Linked DNA regions of Mus musculus: region 1 is linked to region 2. A link is a contact called in public promoter capture Hi-C data. All regions are on one chromosome and are shown on one strand. The core of a region is the stretch at or near the end of the contact, and the rest is flanking DNA. Distances in the headings are between cores, read along the strand shown. Region 1 holds the start of Trmt10b (tRNA methyltransferase 10B). Region 2 holds the start of Frmpd1 (FERM and PDZ domain containing 1).

Evidence for each region. Capture Hi-C pulls out chosen DNA fragments and counts their contacts.
Region 1: a contact with region 2 is called in a promoter capture Hi-C map of adipose tissue. The contact joins the promoter of Trmt10b here to the promoter of Frmpd1 in region 2. A contact is called at or near these places in 2 of 39 promoter capture datasets (neutrophils and trophoblast stem cells), 3 of 484 Hi-C or Micro-C datasets (cerebral cortex, palatal mesenchyme and stem cell-derived neural progenitor cells), 11 of 115 datasets of contacts at active chromatin or transcription factors (differentiating embryonic stem cells, embryonic hindbrain, embryonic stem cells and 5 more) and 4 of 9 other capture datasets (adipose tissue, embryonic stem cells, liver and 1 more).

Annotation. Positions count from the first base shown.
Region 1 is chr4:45,295,725-45,299,047 of GRCm38.p6, reverse strand. Trmt10b (tRNA methyltransferase 10B) reads right to left here and starts at 1,880. Exons shown (of 9, transcript NM_027266.4): 1 at 1,853-1,880.
Region 2 is chr4:45,183,445-45,186,472 of GRCm38.p6, reverse strand. Frmpd1 (FERM and PDZ domain containing 1) reads right to left here and starts at 1,567. Exons shown (of 16, transcript NM_001081172.2): 1 at 1,516-1,567.

The DNA of each region.
Region 1 (3,323 bases), core at 631-3,130, 110 kb before region 2:
AAATATCTATTCTAAAGGCAGGGATAGTGGTATAACTTTAACCCCAGCAGTTGAGAGGCTGAGGCAGGGGGCTTATGAGTTCTAGGCCAGTCTAGCAGACACAGTGATTATACCCCATCTCAAATGAACAAGCACTCTTTCTGAGCCTTAGTCACTCAATGGTTACTAATGAACCGACACAGTGATGGTATATCCTGGGGATTTGGTGGTGACATCCATTCCATCTTTATGAGGTTCCAACTTTCAACTGCTTTGAGTGTAACTCAAACAGGTCCTCCCATTTCCCTACTCTACAAACAAATCCTTCAAGAACTTATAGTGAACCTCACACAGTAAAGAGCATCCTAGGACCAGGGAAGTAACTCAGGAGAGCGTGTGCCTACCATGCATAAAGCCCTTGTCTCAAACCCATAACATAAACCAGCTGTGACAGCTTAGGTACTACTAGCACAACGAAAAAAGAAACAGGAGGGTCAGAAGTTCACGGCTCAAGTTCAAGTTCATCCTTGGCTACATAAAGACTTTGAGGTTAGTCTAAACTACCTGGGACCCTGTCTCAAAATAAATCTGTGAAATATATATATTCACAAGTATGTAGCAGCAGATATATAAGAGCATCTAAATGTTTGAGAATTACACCACTCTTCTGGCCAGAGTCAGCAGCATTTTCTATTTCACTCACCGTAATCCAAAATCTACACACTATCTGCACAGATCACTAAGGGCTCTCTCCCTTCTGTCAACTTTCTTTTTTCTAGAGGATTCTATTTATTTATTTATATTTATTTGTTTGTTTGTTTATTTATAGACAGGGTTTCACTATGTAGCCCTAGCTGGCCTTGAACTTGCTATATACTGGTTGGAGACCAGGCAGGCCTCCAACTCACAAATCTGCCCTGTCTCTGCCTCCCACATTCATCCATCCAACCATTCATCCATCCATTCATTCATTCATTCGTTTGTTTGTTTTTTGAGACAAGGTTTCTCTGTACCCTGGTTATCCTGGAACTCCCTCTGGAGACCAGGGTGGCCTAGAACTCACGGAGATCTGCCCGCCTCTGCCTCCCGAATTAAAGGCTTGCACCACCACACCAGAGCCATTTTATTTTTAAAAATTATGTATGTGGCTATGTGTGCATCAGTTCAGTACAGGTGTCTGGAGCTTAAGTTACAGGCAGTCATGAGTCGCCCAGACATGGGTGCTGAGAACTAAACTCCCATCCTCAGCAAGAGCCATCTTTCCTGGTAGCCCCTCCTCCATCATTTTCTTTTACGCTCTGTGGTATACCTATTCCCCAAACATACTAAATATCCCGATGTCTGCATAAACTGTGACCTACCTATTTCCCAAACATACTAAATATCCCAATGTCTACATAAACTGTTAATCTCTGCCCACATGCTCTTCCCTTAGTCTCACACGTCCTCAGATCAGGCATATTTTCACTATCCAACACCACCTACTTATTTTTTGTCTGATTTTTTCACACCGTTCCAATAAAATTAAATGTTCCGTTTACTCAGACTCTCAATAAATACTTGGAGTTAACACCGCCGTCTCCGCCTTAGACCTTTTCTAGCCCAAGTCCCACCTGATGAGCACAAACGCCGTCGCTAAGTGTCCAATCATCCTGTTTGCATAGGTCTCTCATTTTCTCATTCTGAGCCCAACCACCTTCAGCACCAGAACACCTGCTTAGATCCCAGGCTGCAGGGAACGCGGGTCACACTGACTCGCGTGCTGCGACCGAGGAAAGGCAAGACCCAGACTCCCCAGGGCTGTGGGGTGCCTAGGCGTCTCGGTGGGACCCCGCAGTCTCTAGCCAACCCTCAGAACCAGATCTTGGCTTACCTAACACACCTTGCTCAGAAGAGAACACAGTTGGTCCCGCCCCAAAGCCACTTCCGGTTCCTGATCAGCTTTGAGTGGCATTCTGGGAGTTGTAGTTTTCAGTCTAACAACGCACTAGATGATACCAGTAGATTGGCTGGGCTTCTATACTCTGGGTTATCTGTCTGTTAGTTGACGATGGCAATTCCAAGTCCTCGTAAACCTTACATAGCTCAAACAGGTGACTAGTGGCTTTCTGGCGACTTTAAACCAAGCTCTAAACCACCTACTTTGTCTTTTTGGTCAGTATGGGGCCCTTAAGATTCCCTGGGTTTCCCTTCAACCAGCAGGGACTATGAGCTAGCACAGCCCTTTCCTGAGCACACAGTGGTCCTTCTGCCGCCAGGCTGTCCAAGTTCAAAGCGCAGACAAGACTTAGCAGGCAAAGAGTCTAGTGGCTAGTTACATACCTTGAACATCTCCCTTCACATATCAACTCAGAAATAGGCTCAGATGCGTGAAGCGACTAGTCCAAGTCTTGTCTTTACTTTTCTTTTTTTAAGATTTATTTTTGTTCATATGTATGGGTGTTTTGCCTGCATACACATGTGCATTTCATGCATGCTTGGTACTTGGGAAAACCAGAAGAGGGTATTGGAATCCCACTCCCCCGCACCTCTCCAACCTGCCGCCCCCATCGGAACTGAAGTTACAGAGAGTTATGAGCAGTCATGTGGGGGCTGGGAACCAAACCTAGGTTCTCTGCAAGAGCAACTGTAGTGGCTATTCCTGGTTGTCAACTTGACAATATTTGGAATGAACTACAATCCGGAATTGGAAGGCTCACCAGTGACCCTTATCTGGAGGCTTGGAGATCCTTATCTGGGTCTTGGTTTGAAGATCTTGAGCCATAGTGGCTATGGATTCCAGAAGATTGAATCTCCGAGTTTAAGGAACACACCTTTAATCTGGGCTACGCCTTTCATCTGGGATTAAAGGTGTGGTGGGACACACCTTTAATCTGGGCTACACCTTCTGCTGGAGACAATATAAGGACATTGGAAGAAGGGAGTCTAGCTCTTGCTCTTGCTCCTTCGCCTGCTTGCTGCGTGAGACTGAGTAACTGCTAGATCCTTGGACTTCCATTCACAGCTGCGACTGAACAATTGTTGGGAATTGGGCTGCCGACTGTAAGTCATCAATAAATTCCTTTACTATCTAGATACTATCCATAACTTCTGTGACTCTAGAGAACCCTGACTAATACAGAAGTTGGTACCAGGAGTGGTTCTAGAGTAACAGAAGTACAAGGATGAATCTTTTAAAATACTGGAATTGGCTTGTTGATCCACCAGCACTTTCAACTATTGAAACCTCTCCAGATTCTCTCCCTCCTGGGAGCTCAGAGAATTTTGAAGACCCATGGTTGAAACTATATTCTGAACTTAAAGAAGCTAATGACCTTGATTTTCTTAATGAATTAGGTGATTCA
Region 2 (3,028 bases), core at 318-2,817:
TGTCACAAAACTCCCTCTCCCCAGACTTCTGACTTCCGAAAGCCTGAAACCGAAAACCAGCATGTCTAGGAAGGAAATCAAACAAAACTGCTTCCACGAGATGTTTCTCACTGGGGCGCACTAATTGCAGCACAAGATACTGGGCAGTGGGACAAATCTCACCTTCTATCACACACGCTCAGGTATCTCGTTCTCAACTTCGCTCCGGCTACACCAGAATTCACCTATCCCGGAAGTCAAGACACGTCTTTTCTGAACTGTGGGCCTCTGCAGCCCCATGGACATGGACACGCAACACCCACCGGAGGACTCCTGATTTAGAGCGAGTCTCCATAACCAGAACTGTAAAACATCTCAGCCTCCCCTTAGACTGGAATTAAGCATCCACTAGCCTCCTTCAGGGCCCTACAACAGGGCATTATCTTCCCCCCTCAATTTTGAGAGGTTTTGGCAAAAAAATAATAAATAAATAAATAACCACCTCACAAACAGAAACATTTCCTGATCTATAAGCCACTTTGAAAACAAATCATTATGTCGTTGAATATTTTATGACGGCCAATGCACCGGAGTAAGCAAGGCGCGCTCTCACCAACCCTTGCCATGTCTATTTTGAGACTCCTAGAGCAAACCCCAAATGCTTCCTTTATTTTTTCCAAACACCAATTTGTAAGTGCTGGATAGATTCTTGATGGATTAATGGCTCCACCCAAACTGACCCTGCAAACCAGAGCTCAGAGACTCCCCTTCTGTAGAGTTTTATAGTAACTGACCTCAAAGAACATCTCACTACTTTCACCCTACCTTAGAGGCACCAAAACCAGCCTCAAAATGTGGACTTGCCCAAGGTCACACAGCCAGGATGGCTCTGGGACACCTAGCCCTTGCAGCTACTCCATTTCCAGAGGCCATTGCCACACCCATCCTTAAGCTCAGTCAAGGCTGCTGCGGGTTAGGGACGCGACCTGTCCCTCCCCACCAATACAGACTTCTGTAGGTCTTCAACATTCCTCTCCACTCCCCATGAGCTCTGGAGCTGACACACTCTCGGGCACCCCCCCCCCCACTCAAAACAGAGCAATACAAGCGTGACGCTTCAGCCGATCGTCCGGGCGAACAGCTCAACCCACTCTGGTGCAGGTATGGCAGTGGAGACCGGACAGGCAGGGCTCATCTGAGGTCACTCAGAAAGTTGGCGCTGGCTGCGGCCGCACCTGAACCCAGGGCTGCCTCGCGGCTGGTCGCTCCTCCCACAACTACACCGTGCAGACCTCGGAAACTTAAGGCACACGGATCCCATGCACAGAGTTAACCGTTGCAGGTCCCAAGCAAGCTGGCGGCCACGCCACGGACGCCGGGAGAGGGGACACGAGGAGTGGAGCGGGTCACCCGGGAGCGCAGCGTGGAGGGCGGCGCGGAAGAAGCCAAGGAGCAGCTCCCAGAGACGCAGGCCTGGGCTGTGGGGATCCAGGTATCCCCAAAACTTTGCGGCGGCGCGGGGGGCCTCGCCCTTACCTGAGGAGGAGGCGCCGCCCGCGTGCACGCGGAGCCGGCGGGAGCAGTAGCTGGGGCGCCCCGCCCAGCGGCGGCCACGGTAGCCGGCCGGGCTCGGGCAGCGGCTCGGCTTGGGCTCCGGCTCGGCTCCGGCTCCGCCTCCCGCGCCGCGGCTGCAGCCCGAGGGGGGAGAGGCCGGGCCCGGCTGCGCCCGCGCCGTCTGGCGGCGGCAGGTGCTGAGGCTGCAGCTGCGGGGCCACCAGCTGCCGGCGCCGCGACCCCCGCCCCGGGGGAGGAGCCCCACGCACCGCCCACGCGGGCTCCTGAGGTCCTGGGCCGTCGCAGTGGGCGGTCCTGCTCCCACCCAGGCCCTGCCTCGGCTGGCCTTCCCCAACTCACCCGCCGGGGGATACGCAGCGTCCCCACGGGAACACTGAGGCTGGGAGGGGAAAGGGACACCCCAAGGTCACCCAGGCCAGCAGCCTAAGCTGGAACTCGGAATGACCCCCCTTCTAAGCTCTGGCTTCCCAGCTTTCTTACCCCGCGGTAGGAGACCCTGGGGAACACAGAGGATCTTTATACTTCCCTTGTCTCCCAGTCCTTGCCTCCCCAGTCTCTCCTGCTGAGGGCAGTGGAAGAGAGTGGGCTCACTTTAGGCACTGTTGACCACTACCCCGTCTCTGCCCTGAGAAGTCATAGTCCCCCAATCCTTCTGTTCTGGGGGAGGGGGCTCGGAAGATCTAGAAGCCTTAAACTACTGAGATACCCTGGGGCTCTGCACCCATGCCCCTTCTGATCCCCGCCCCCACCCCCCAAGCCGAGTAACCCAGTTCCCATGTTACAATTCTACCACCTCTTTCCCCATGCAAGTCTCTTAAGATGGAATAGCTACACCCCCAGGCTTACGCTGTGCTAGACACTGGAGAAGTGGCCTCCAGAAAAACCTGGTACTGTTTCCTAGTACAGTCTAGCCGATTGAATAAAGTGCTGATCCGGTGCCCGTAGCACCATCCCGCCTACTGAAGGGGGTGCCTCTGAACAACAACTGGAGTTGGCCAACTAGAGTGTGGGAAAGCATTCCAGAGGACCAGAACAAAGCTCTCAGGATATCGCAGCTTTCACTGAAACAGGAGCAGAAAGGGAGCAGAATTGAAGAGTTAGAGGAGGCAGTTCCTGGTCAGTATTCCGTGCTATCCTTAGCTATCATGGGAGGAGGAGTTTTAAGGATAGAAGGTGGCAATCTTGTTGCCACCAGATTATCAAATTAGACCACTCTGGGAATCAAATGAGCACAGACAAGATCCTTAATCCAGTGACAAGTGGGCAAAGCAACAGGTCAGCCCTTGGCCTGATGAAGACAGAAACTCCAGCACCCACCAGGTCCCTAGCCTCCAGTAGTAGGACCCAGGGTTAGCACCACTGGGGGAAGTGGGAAGAAACGGAAGATACAGAAGCATGGTGGGTATAAAGTCAGCTTTAAGAAAATTAAATATATTTCGCAATAGCTTATGAACTGACGATTTACAGTAAACTG